2 separate regions of the Mus musculus genome follow, and region 1 is linked to region 2. Evidence: chromatin contacts called from public HiChIP or PLAC-seq data. All regions are on one chromosome and are shown on one strand. The core of a region is the stretch at or near the end of the contact, and the rest is flanking DNA. Distances in the headings are between cores, read along the strand shown.

Region 1 (6,482 bases), core at 3,523-6,022, 420 kb after region 2:
CCATCTTTCACCTGTGATTTATTGCTGAGTGACTTATTTTGCCAGATTTATAAACTTCATGATGCTCTGAATACCCACTCTGAACACCAGTCAACAAGCCAGTAAATTTATTGTCTATGAATTGTTACTCTGAAAAATTACATCAATGCAAAGTGATTGCCTTTCAGCCTCCCTAGCCAATAAATTCATTCTAATTTTTTTGGAGGGGACGTATGAGGTCACAGGATGATAGATAAAACGGGCAATCCCTCAATGAGGAGTGTCGGAAGTTCTCCAGAGCAGACGCCCAGACGGACTTCTCGCCGCATCATGGACAGGGTGCCCTTCTGCTGCCTGCTCTTCATAGGACTTCTGAATCCACTGCTGTCCCTTCCCGTCACGGACACTGGTGAGAGGACTCTTCAGCTTCCAGGTGAGGTGACTTTTTGTTTTTTGTTTTTTTTTTTCAGTTCTGGGTGCCACTCAGGGGCAGGAGGAGGAGGAGGAGGAGGAAGAGGAGGAGGCTGGCTGAAAAGGGTCCTCTGTAGGAGCAACCATGCTTTGAAAAGAGGCTCTGAGGGATCCTTACTGCAGGTCTTAGCTTTAGCGATGGGCATGGTCTTCTCTAAACAAAGTGCGTATTTCATGTAACAAATGTACTTCCGAACTTTCCTTGTCACTTTTGTTCATAAAAATTGGACAGACTTAAAACATTACCTTGGGTTTTGGAGTGAAATGGTTGAATACAGGAGTAGTGTTTTCCAACGACAGAGAGTAGTGTACTCTGTTGTGAGTTAGAAAGCACGCCTCTGCGTGTGCTATATGCAACGAAAAGGCTTAATTAAGCAGAGCGGCGGCTGAAGCTGGGGACCAAAGAGGCATCCAAGTTTGCTTTCCTTTTGACTTAATGTTCTATTCAGGTTCAGCTGAAAGGGGACAAAATTAGAAATTTTACCACAGCCTCTCAGTCTGGTATCAGGTTGTGTATTAGAGTCCATAAAAAATTGTTAACTGGGTTTAATATTTGATTTTAGATACCTAAGCAAAATTTCCTTTATGTTTATTGTGTATGCACACACACGTACCAGGGCCCAGATGTGGAGGTCAGAGGATCCTCTGGTTCTCCAGCACATGGGCAGGCTTGGCGGCAGGCAACCTCTGATAAGCTAGTTCACTGGCGTGGCTCTTGGGTCCTTTCAGACCTTTTCCTCAGCAAGTTCTCTTCCTGCCACTGCCACTGGACCGTCCAGCCTCCGCCAGCATTCTGAGCATCTCAGAGCATCACTCACGTTCTGTCCATCGGCTGCTGGGGTCACTGAGTTCACACTGGCACGGAACCTGATGCTCAAGACCAGGCATGAGCCAATGCTCTTACTTTAAAAGAGCGGTGCACCCTGCTCTTCCTCTCTGAATCAGAGACCAGGAGCGTCAGATACTGATGCTACGTTAAACAGCTACAAGGGAAGGGCTTAGGAGAGGGCAGGCGCCTTTAGTGTCTCTCCACTGTCTTTCATCAAGGTTGCAGATGAGTATTTGTCCCTCTGCAGCATTCCAGGGTCTTGTGTGGCTTTCCAGCCAGACTCCCTGAGCATCTCAACATGCTGGCACCTGCCCAGGGCACATGTCCCACTGCCAGCCGCCACTGGTCGCACACACCGTGCACTCTGTACATTTACACCTGTTATCATGAAGACCACGCCTCACACACACTTGTCATACACGCTGCCTGCCCTTATACTTCACATCACACACAGTGCACACAGCTTGCACATAGCATATACCCACATATATTCACCTTGTATACCACACTTGCATTTACCACACTTCCCTCCGCATACACACTTCACATCACCTTTCACACACAAGTCACAACGCAGCGTTTGAGCTTCCCGAGAATGTCCACTGTGAGGTGAAATAGAGGTGCCACAGTCAACTTCACTATGGGAACACAAATCAAGAGGCAATAGGTCACAGTAGATACACAGAAATGAGGATCAGTCAGACTTCTGGCTCCTGCCCAAGGCAGGTGCTAGGGTGACCACATCGGCAGGGAGGGGTGGCCCATGGGTTCCTCCATGGACTCCTGATGACTGGCATAGCACTTTATATCTGCTAAGTGCCACCGTGGCATGTCACCAGTTCTCACCTCTCTGTCCCCGGCACTCATCGACGATGGGAAACAGAACAGCCAAGTGAAGCCCAGGTTAGGCTACTTGTCTGTCTGTACCCCACAGTGCTTGAGGAAGACGCTCTTCGGGCTCTGGAGGAGCTGGAGAGGATGGCCCTCCTGCAGACCCTGCGTCAGACCATGGGCACGGAAGCAGGGGAGAGCCCTGGAGAAGCAGGTAAAGCACTCTTGGGGTTGTGGGCGGATCCCAGAGCTACTAGAGAGAGCTCGAAAAGCTGAACTGTATAAACCTTCTTAGTCTATGCTTTTACCAAACTCTGTGTACCCTTCTGAGACCTGAGGCTAGCCTGGGCTACATAACGAGACTATATTAAAAACAACAACAGCAGCAATGAGGAAACGTCCTTTTTGGGTTGACTTTCAAGTAAAATGTAAACAGGGTAAAATGACGAATGACAGACATGGGGACTCACACCTGTGAACTGGGAGTCTGAGGCTAGCCCGAGGTCCTACTGCAACACAAACAACTGATAGGAAAGACCACAGCTTTGACTATTTTCTTCTGTTGCTCAGAACACGTGGGTAGAGGACGAAGAGTCTTTCAGTAGACATTGCTTACTGACAGTACTGTCAGTCCAGCTATAGTTTAGAATCCTTGACTGCTCTCAAGTACACACTGCCTCAGTCTGGAAAGGACTGGAAATGAGACACGATTTAGGGGTGTTCCACTTGTCTTTTCTTCTTCGCACATGCAGTGTGCCTGCATGAGGTGGGCTCATGTGGGGGTGTGGGAGGCCCAAAAGTGACACTGGCTATTTTTCTCCAGCTCTCTCCAACTTATTTATGGAGGCTGGGTCTCTGGGCCTGGAGCGCCTTAATCCAGCTGTTTACCTAGCCCAGGGATCCTGTCTCTATGATCTGAGTGCTTAAGGGGCCAAGGTGGCCTCTATGCCCCCCCAGCTTTTACCTGGGTTCTGGGGATCTCAACTTTGGTCCTTCAGCCTGTGCACCACGAGTCATCTCCCAGCCTTGGGATCCCAGATTCTGTATGTTTTGCAATAAGCATAACTGGCGGGTGTGGTGGCAAATGGCACAGGTGGTTTTCTGGGAGGCCAGCCTGGTCTATATAGTGAGTCCCTGCTTAAACAAGGAAAAAGGAAGAGAAAACACAGCGGCAGATCTAATGAGAAGGTGTCAAACTGTTTTCCAGGTCCCAGCACTGAGACTCCCACTCCACGGGGAAGCATGAGGAAGGTAAGACGCTCTGGCCTTTGAGAGAGAGAAACGGAACTTCTCATAATTCACGACCCAAGAGTGTTCTAAGGAATCACACCGTAAAATAATTGGCCAGTGTTCTTATGAGGCAGAATTTTTCTAAAATTCACAGAATTTGTAACTGTAACAAGAATGTAACAGATGCCTACTCTGGGTAAATTGTAACAAGAATGTAACAAGCGCCTGTTCTGGGTATACTGCAGTAGGATGCAAGAGAAAGGAGCAGCAGGTCAGGCTGCTGCCAGGCTTGCCATCCACTGTCTTGCCACATGGCCCCATTGGCAGTGCCATCCCTAGGAAGCTGGTAAGAAATGCTCAGACTCCACCCCTCCCTGCTAGTCACACCTGCAATTCAACAGCTCTGCAGGGGACCAGTGATAGATTAGTCAGCTTGGGGCACCCACCAGGCAGCGTGGGAAGGGTCGAAGGATGCTGTGCTCGCCTCCCCAGGATGAAAAGGGTTGCAAAGGCTGGACCAGAGACACCTCTGTGGCTGGAATCGCCACTGGCATCCTGGTAGCCATCACTGTGACAGGGGATCCTAGAGACAGGGAGCACTACCTGAAGCCCTGAGGGGACTAAGTGTGGCTTCCGTGTGCAGCTGGGGGAAAGTCATCACTCAGAGGTTTACATCCTTCTGAACAGTAGGACAGTCTCAGGCGGGGTTACTACTGCTGTGACGAAACACCAGGACCAAAGCAACCGGGCAGGAAAGGATTTATTTGGCTTACACTTCCACATCACTGCTCATCAATGAAGGAAGTCAGAGCAGGACTCACACAGGGCAAGGACCCGGAGGCAGGAGCTGATACAGAGACCATGGAGGGGTCTGCTTACTGGCTTGCTTCCCATGGTTTGCTCACCCTGTTTTCTTATACAACCCAGGACCACCATCCCAGGGACAGTACCATCCACAATGGGCTGCGCCCTCCCCATCAATTGCTAAGAAAATGCCCTAGAGGCTTGCCTGCAGACAGATCTTATGGGAGCATTTTCTCAGTTGAGGCTCCTTCCTGACTGGTGACTCTAGTTTGTGTCATTGACAGAAAACTATCCAGTACAAGGATTATCCCTAGGGTCTCAAACTGTAAATGGAGGATGTGCCTACTGTATTCTAGAATCACAAGAAAACATGGATCAACCTTTAAAACAAGCCAATTTTGACAGCTAGGATCTATGTTACACAGAAGGCAAGTGTCTAGAACCCCAACAGAAGCCTGGCACAGAGAGGTTAGGGGAGCTCAAGGCAACCGCAGAGTTAAGCTGACTGGACGAGAGCTCCAGAGACCCAGCCCGAGGAGTCCCCAGAAAGGACTCTGACTCGGGGCTGTTTATCTATTGTTCTGGTCTTGTGGTTTCAGGCTTTCGCTGGGCAAAATTCTAACACTGTACTGAGTCGTCTCTTGGCAAGAACCAGGAAACAACATAAGCAACACGGGGCTGCCCCAGAGTGCTTCTGGAAATACTGCATTTGAGGAGACACAAGCGCCCGTTGGTCTCTCAGAACCATTGCTTCAGGAAACGGGCAGAGCAGATGCTTGAAGCAAAATCACGCTAACGACGCCTTGTTCTTCATTATGAGAAATAAATCCTCTATGTTTCTCAAGTTATCGCACACAGTTTAGTTTACTTTGCGTATACACCCTGAAAAATCGACAGCCCACCTTTGCCCCCATTTATCTTGGAAATGTACGAGTTGGGCTGGAGGTAGCTCGGCGGCAGAGAGCCTGCCTAGCTATATGAACTCTGAACTCTGCTCCATCCTGGGCTTTGCAAAAAGGGGGAGAAAACCACTTAAGTAAAGAGCACACAGCTCAGAGGAGGAAGAAAAGGCATAAAGTCAGAAATTATTTAAAAATAAATTACTTTCTTGACATTTTCTCAAGCCCTAAAAGGTGAATATGTACATTGCTTTGGGGTGTGATTGGAGAGATAGGACCTCATGTATCCAGCACCAGCCCTGAACTCCTGATTCTCCTGCCCCACTACTTCCTGAGTGCTGGGTGTGCAAGTGGATGTCACCGTATCCAGTGCCGGTTGGTGGTGCAGAGGCTGGAACGCAGAGCTTCGCTCGCTCCTGAGGCAAGCATTCGCTAGTTTGAAAAGCTCTAATGTAAAGGCAGTGGCGGGCGGGGCCTGGGGATGCTCTGAACTGTTTCTTGGGGGCAAGCTTGTGTGTTCACACCCTTGCTCTCAGCAGGCTCAAGCACTTGAAAACTTCCCTGCTCTCAACCTCTGTGAGCGAGCTTCAGTGTCCAGATGACTCGCTTTGAGTGCTGGAAACTCACTTCCCTTCAGCTAACAAAAGCAAAATACTTAGTGTTCTTAGAGCTGACACCAGGATTCAGGCTGTGGAATGGGATCGGCGGGTTATTCATCTTTAAGGCCCACAAATACCCAAGTAGACCAGCATTTCATGCACAACTGTGGCAGTCTGTAGATGACCAGACACTTTGTCTGGGTGCCACAGGCCGTGACTGACCACAGAGCCACAGGCTGGAAGCACTAAGTCTCTCACAGAAGCAACGTTCCTGTATGAGAAAGTTTGCAGGTGAGCATCAGGTCTGTGCCAACCATGAGGCACTGTGTAAACCTCACTCTCCCTTGTCCCCAAACATCACCAGTGCCTTCAAGTAACTGTGACAAAGATGTTCTAATTTAGACACGACAGCAACAGCTCAGTAGGGAAAGCAGGTGTGCAGATTCAAGCATTCAGCTGTCAGATCTGCCTATGAGGCTCGTGGCTCCTTAGTGTCAGAATCAAACTAGCTCTCTCTCCCTTTTGGCAATCCCAAGAAGCCTAAATGGGTTTCTAGTGTACTAGCATAATCTACAAAACCGTCACTAGGCGTAATGATTTGGGGCGATTATCTTAGGACAGACTGCTAAGCCCAGTCACTGGAGCTGAGTCCTCTGTCGACTCTGCAGCCTCCACGGGCTCTTGTGAGGCTGGGACGAGAGACTTTCTATAGAGTACTTACACTGGAGGCAGAAACTGTAAATCCTGGGCTCTGTGGCCCTAGGTGCTGGCATGAGAGGAAGGCACCACTGGGCAGGCCTGAGACTTGCTGGCTGGGATCAGGCTCCAGATTCTGATGTC
Region 2 (6,829 bases), core at 1,482-3,981:
CACAGGCTTCTGGAACCTTCCACGCTGTCTTCACAGCCAGCTTGTCTGTCTCAGCAGTATTGTATTCTTTCATTTTATTTTTATTTTAAATGAAAAATTTAGGTAAATGTCAGTCTTAAGACTTACTCCTCTTATGGATCTCCTCTGTGTATACACATAAGTATTCATGTCTGCTGCAGAGAGCCTGAGGAGCTTCTGGTCAGCAGCGCTGTGCAGTGGGTGGTCAGCAGCGCTGTGCAGTGGGTGGTCAGCAGCGCTGTGCAGTGGGTGGTCACCAGCGCCGTGCAGTGCGTGGTCAGCAGCACCGTGCAGTGCGTGGTCAGCAGCGCTGTGCCGTGCGTGGTCAGCAGCACTGTGCCGTGGGTGGTCAGCAGTGCTGTGCCGTGAGTGGTCAGCAGCGCTGTGCAGTGCGTGGTCAGCAGCGCTGTGCTGTGCGTGGTCAGCAGCGCTGTGCAGTGCGTGGTCAGCAGCGCTGTGCTGTGCGTGGTCAGCAGCGCTGTGCAGTGCGTGGTCAGCAGCGCTGTGCAGTGCGTGGTCAGCAGCGCTGTGCCGTGGGTGGTCAGCAGTGCTGTGCAGTGAGTGGTCAGCAGCGCTGTGCAGTGCGTGGTCAGCAGCGCTGTGCCGTGCGTGGTCAGCAGTGCTGTGCCGTGCGTGGTCAGCTGCTGGCTTTAAGGTTATTAAAAACAGACACTCAGCACCTTCTACATTGTAGAGTGGACAGAGAACCTATAACTTTTTTTTTTAAGACTTGTTTATTTTTTTTTTTTATATTTAAGTACACTGTAGCTGTATTCAGACACACCTGGAAAGGGCGTCAGATGTCATTAAGGATGGTTGTAAGCCATCATGTGGTTGTGGGATTTGAACTCAGGACCTTTGGAAGAGCTGTCAGTGCTCTTAACCGCTGAGCCATCTCTCCAGCCCCCAGAACCTTTAACTTATGTCCCACAGCTTATGACTAGTACCTGGGTTCACTTTATCACAGAGGGCCTTCCTACGTTAGTAGTGTTTGCACAGAGGCTCTGTGTTCTAGATTAGAGGATTGAAAACCATGATTTATTTTTCTCAGTGAGTTTATTGTGCCAATCAAGAATAAAATATTGTCTTTAGCTCTAGAATAAACCAGTAGCGTCTTTCTGCTCGCCTTTCAAATATGTGAGCAAGTGCACGCGCACACTCCTACAAGCTGTGCCCGTGGAGGTGTGTGAAGTTCTAAGCTTCCTGCTGTTGTTGGCTTTCTTCTCTTCATCTGTTAGTGAGTCACCATCACATGCTATTTTATTATCTTGCAAACAGTCTCTGGAATTTTTTATCCTTTGTTTTTGCAGTGTGAGTGGAAAACCACTGAGGTTGCTCTGAACAGCATTCACATGAAGGCTTTCCTCGGGGATACTTTAGTTCTATAGTTTTGGCTTTTGCTGTTACCTCTTTGTTCCCATGCATAAGGTTTGGATTGGGGGGAAGGGTTAAGGATGGTGACTTTTGCATGTTTGAGTATTTGAGAGGCCTAAGAAGGACATAGATCCAGTCGCCTTGGTACGTTGTTGATGGTTCCCAGCAGCAGGGCTTGGTTCTGTTTGGGAAATGTGTCAGTGAGGTGCTTTGAGCAGGTCAGTTCCTGGTCCTAAGTTAACAGGAGGAGTTAACAATCCACCAGAGAGCCGAAGACAGCCAAGCCTCAGGGAGTCCCATAGCTCCTGGCTGCCTCCAGTGCTCATCTTGGTTTTGTACTTGCTGGGACTCACCTAAGAAATGGGAGGGAGAGCCTGGTCTACAGAGTGAGTTCCAGGACAGCCAGGGCTATACAGAGAAATCCTGTCTCGAAAAACCAAAAAAAAAAAAAAAAAAAAAGAAAAGAAAAGAAATGGGAGGGAGGTCCTTGCTTCAAAATAGCAGGATTTCTTTACCCTTGTCTTCACTTGCATGTGGTTCATGAGAAACACAAGAGACTTCTTTCTGATTAGTGGGAAACTATTTTAGGGCAGGATGGCAAGGAGGAGTCCCCTTGTCCTCCCTGACAGCCTGCCCCTGATCAGCAAGGGCTTCTTAACTTGTTTGGGGGGCTCCCCAAACAATGTTCTTCTGGCTTTTTGTTCACCTGCTTTCTTCCATACTTCATTCCAGCACATGTAACCTTTAAACCAAAAATGTATTGCTCATAACAGAGCAAGCCTCTTCTGCTTTTATTTTGAAAAGTCCTCCCTGTTGTTAATGTTGAGGGTATTGGTGCTGAACGCCTGTTCCAAGTAGGCAGCATTTGTGCATCCCAGAGGGGCTTTTGATGCATTTCCTTACCTCTGCCCTCCTTTCTCTGCGGTGCAGAAACCTGTAATGATCTGTGAAGCTTGGAGACTTCAGTGCAGAACAGTAGTGGTTTTAAGGACCCCCTCCCACCTTATAAAAGGCTTGCCAGGTTCCACATGCTGGGTTCTGACTCCCTGAAAAGCTAGCCTCTCACAGGCTTTTGGTTGTATGGCAGGGCATCCTGGGTTGGGGCCTTGATATGGCTTTTTTGAAACATTTTTCCTCCTTTTCTCCCACCCTTTGAAAAATTGTAATAAAAATTCTGGGCTTGTGGCCAGCCTGTGGGATGCGATACAGTAGAAATGTCTCTGGTGCCCTTTGTTACTGCTCGGCTTTGATTAAGTTTGTTTCCAGTAAGTTTAACCCTGCTCCCCTTGCCCCGCCTGCTCCTCATGGCTGAGGAGGCTGATTGAGCCAGGGTTAAGCATGGTGTTGTGCAAGCTGCTGAGGCCTCGTGGACGCCTTGTGCCTGGCAGAGGAAGCAAGGCAAAGCATGTCTTTGCAACGTGATGTTTTCTTCCTTGGCTGCCGTGTGCTTTTGAGTGCGGGAGGCGACGAGCTGTGTGGAAGCTGTGTCGGTCTCCTTTGCTGCTTTTGCTCAGGGGTTCCAGGAGAGAGCATGTTCCATGTACAACATGCTCTCTCTGTTTCTTTTTAAAATTGTGACACACTCTGGCTGTGTGGCCTAGGCTGACCTCTAACTCCATTTTCCTGCTTCTTGAGTGCTAGGGTTATTGGTATAGGCCTCCATGTGAGGCTGTACAGCTGGTCTTGAGATTCTGTTAAGTTTAAAATCATGCTGTCCAACCTCTGCGACTCTGCCTGGTGCAGGGCGGAGGCTCCCAGAGCAGCATTGAGCAAACAGCGGTGCTCCTTTGATCTTCTGTGGCTCTCCATTTCAAAAGAAAAAAGTGGTTGAAGCTTTAGAATTTTTTTTTTAATATTGCTTTGACCTCATATTTATAGCTCTTTTCATCCTAGCAACAGAGAACCCTTCAGACAGCATTTTCCCAGTCCTCCCAACTCACTGGAGGGTGAGAGCCAAGATAGTAGATATGAACACAGGGAACATCAGGCAGGTCTTAAGGTGGCCCTTACATACACCGTGCAGCCTCAGTGCTGGGTGCTTGCTCGGTTTTTAGGCAGTGTTTACTTTTCATAGAAAGAAAGTGAGATTTTACTCCTATAATTCCTGACTTACTGTAGGATTCTTTGGCCAGCACACAGGGATGAAGTCTCATGTAAATCTGTGCAATCCCTTTGTATCCGAATGATCTGGGGACACTGGCCTGTAAGCTAGCAGAGGGCATTATGATAAAAACTTGTTTGATTCATGTTGTAGAGTCTCAGTCTCTTGGGAAAACAGTGGCCCCACTTCCTTCCAGACTAGCCTGTCAGAACTGAGTTGTTTGAAGACAAAATTCTGTAATGACCAGCACTGCTCTGTGGTCCTCAAGTCTATAGAAGATCCAAATCACCAAACAGAAATTGGCCACAGAAGGAGTCTCTGCCAAATACGGTTTCCTCAGGTTCCCCAAGGTGACTGAATCTGCACCTACACTCTGTAGTGCCAGCTGACTGCCCGTGTATGCATTAGTTTCCCGCTCCAGCCAGAGCTTCTTTGGATGGTAGAGATTTTGAGGTGAGGGTTTGGGAGGATTTTGTTGTTTTGTTTTGTTTTTTCCAAGACAGGGTTTCTCTGTACAGTCCTGACTATCCTGGAACTCACTTAGAGGTGTGCCTACCTCTGCCTCCTCCTGAGTACTAGGGTTAAAGACTGTGCATTGGACTTTTGTTTTTAAATTTGTGGTTTTGATGGAGCTTTGGAAGATAGGTGGGGCTAGTTCTTCTCACCACTTCTCCCAAAAACCTATGAATTCTGATTATTGCCTCTTAGTTTTCTAAAGACTGTTTGAATAAGTGGAGTGGAAATGTCAACTTCTCTAGCTGCAATAGTTTCTTGTTTTTCACACATGTACAAACATCTTTGTGGATGTAATAGAATGATTTAAAATGTCTGGCTAAGCCCTATGTAATTCTACTACTATTCAAATTCCTTCTGCTTGCTTGGGGTTATGGACATGTAGAGAAAGGCTTTTCACACAAACTATTCCTGAGAGTGCTTCCCTCCGTATTCATTCCTTCATTTAGTCATTGTGTATGAGCATGCACATGCATGCTCATGCCAATGTGTGCATATGGAAGTCAGAAAAGACCTTTGTATTGCTGGGGGGGCGGGGTGTTAGTTTGCACATGCATGCATGTCTGCCTGCCTGAGTCTATGCACATGGGGTACCTGGACCTGTACCAGCACCTGCACATATAGAAGCCAGCAGAGAGGGTTCAGTGTGCTCTGTCCCTCTTCTGTTCTTTTGAGGCAGGGTCTCTACCTGAATCTGGAGCTCTCATTGTCTCACGTATTCTAGAAGCCAGAAAACCACAGGTAATATTCATGTCTCCTCCACTCCCCTCAGAGTTAGGGTTACATGTGTTCATTAGGTGCCTACCTTGGTTGCTAGGATCTGAACTCCAGTCCTCTTGGCTATGTATTAAGTGCTTTAAACACTGTGGCACCTGTGAAGAAGTGTGTGTAGTGTGACACAAGGTATTTGGAAGCGTTTTATTATTGTTTATTTGTGGAATTGTTTGCTTGACAGAGGGTCTCATGTAGCCAGTTCTGGCTTCAGACTTGCTGCATGGTCAAAGCTAACCTTTTCTGTTAGCTACTTGTCTTGCTTGGACAGAATATCTGGTAAAAGCATCCCCCACCCCTGAGACAGGGCTTCTCTGTGTATCCAGCTGTCTTGGAACTAGCTCTATAGACCAGGCTGGTCTGGAACTCAGAGATAACACCTTCCTGCCTCTGCTTCCTGAGTGCTGGGATCAAAGATGTGCGCTGCCACCTCTTGGGTATAATAGAAACTTTAACAAAGGAGGGGTTTATTTTGATTCACAGCACCAAGGATACAGAATTATTTTCGTGGCAGTGAAGTTATAATGGAGGAACATGAGGCAGATACTGTCAGGAAGTAAGAGATGAATTCTGGTGACCCCAGTCCAAGGCATGGTGCACCTACAGGAAAGTGGGTCTCCCACCTTGTTTAATCTGGATAATCCCTCATAGGCAAGTCCAGAGACTTAATTCCTAGGTGATTGTTGATCTGTTAACTGACTACAAGTATAAACCACGGTCTTGACCTCCTGATCATCCTGCTGTCACTTCCCCAGTGATGGTGTCACAGACATTCGCCCTAGCCCCTAACCTCTAACCCTAAGCTCAAATGCAGTTTGCTGCATATCACACTCTACGCAGTGAGCTTACTTCTCATTCCTAGTAGTGATGACTTGTGGTGTACTAGATAATATGTAATCTGGAAACAGTGACTGCCCAAAAGTCTAACATCATAGTTATGGATAAAGCTTTTAGTTTAAGATGAGGACCAAAATAAGGACGCTCAATCTTACTGCATCCCGCATAGGTGTGGGTGTGTGTGTGTGAGAGAGAGAGGGGGGGGGGAGAACGAGAACGAGAACGCAAGGAATGGGAAGACAAACTTGAGATTTGTGATCTGTTTATATAGAAAACCCAGAGACTATAAATGGAACTATGGAGACATGGAAAAATTGCTGTGGTTGAAATAGTGAAAGTGAGTGATGTTTTGTGGACCCATGAGAGCCAAGTAAAACATAAGAGAGATTTAAATGTTGTCTAAGGTGGCAATAGGAAGTATAGGGTCCTTGCAGTGGGTATGATATTTGATCTGTGAGGCCTTCGCTTAAAAACAACAACAAAAAGCTATTAAACAAAGGCATTTCCAAGGATGAGGGAGCCAGGGAAGATACAGTCTCAGCACTCAGGAGACCTTGGCAGGGATGCAGGCAAATGTAGGCTGCATAATAGGGAGATGCTATTTAAAAACAGCTAGCCAAAGCCTGGATGAATAGGTGACAATGGTGGTTGTGGGTGCTTCTAAATAAATTCAACATGACTTCAATTTAAAAATGTTTTCATTAAACAGAATTGGCTTCACACTTATAATGCTGTTTAGACTGCCCTGTCTCCATCTCCCAAGTGCAGGGGTTATAGGCATGAACCACCACTGAACAGGCAAACATTTTCTTGTTTTGTGGGGTCAGGGAGCAAACTCAGGGCTATGTGCTACTGCCGTTCAAAGCTTTGACATTTTGAGTGTGTTGTTTCCTCTGTGATGTTGCTGAACACAATAAATGTGACCAGGAAGCTGTATTGTGATAGGGTTTTTTGCATGGTTGTTGAAAATAGAGAGCTCAAAGTTGAATTTTAAGGCTTAGTTTTTCTATTCAGTACTTAAATCCATGAAATATGGGGCCAAAAAGGACTCTGACTAAGTTAAACTGAAAATCAGATTGTATAGGCACTGGGTGTAGGTCAGTGGTAGTGAACTTGCCTAACAGACTCAAGGCTCTTCATTCCATCTCTGGCACCTCAAAAAATCAATTCGTTTACAAGTTAACACAGTTGAAATTATAGCTGATGCTAATTAAG

The links. HiChIP or PLAC-seq counts read pairs in DNA pulled down with a chosen protein or histone mark.
Region 1: a FOXA1 HiChIP or PLAC-seq map of pancreatic cancer cells shows a contact between it and region 2. The contact joins two enhancer-like sites. A contact is called at or near these places in 1 of 115 datasets of contacts at active chromatin or transcription factors (pancreatic cancer cells) and 1 of 9 other capture datasets (adipose tissue).

What each region holds. Positions count from the first base shown.
Region 1 is chr4:150,996,824-151,003,305 of GRCm38.p6, forward strand. It overlaps Uts2 (urotensin 2), which reads left to right and starts at 274. Exons shown (of 4, transcript NM_011910.2): 1 at 274-412; 2 at 2,214-2,324; 3 at 3,318-3,361; 4 at 4,744-4,987. The coding sequence starts at 310. The coding sequence ends at 4,857. It also overlaps a transcript of Per3 not described here. Within about 2 kb of position 4,773, at least 14 of the 459 cell types and tissues checked have an H3K27ac peak or open chromatin away from gene starts, as enhancers often do. A contact at or near this core is called in pancreatic cancer cells, where this site is marked.
Region 2 is chr4:150,580,875-150,587,703 of GRCm38.p6, forward strand. The region is part of intron 12 of Rere (arginine glutamic acid dipeptide (RE) repeats); the gene reads left to right. Among named protein-coding and RNA genes, the nearest start is that of Slc45a1, 68 kb to the right of the region's middle. Within about 2 kb of position 2,732, at least 255 of the 459 cell types and tissues checked have an H3K27ac peak or open chromatin away from gene starts, as enhancers often do. A contact at or near this core is called in pancreatic cancer cells, where this site is marked.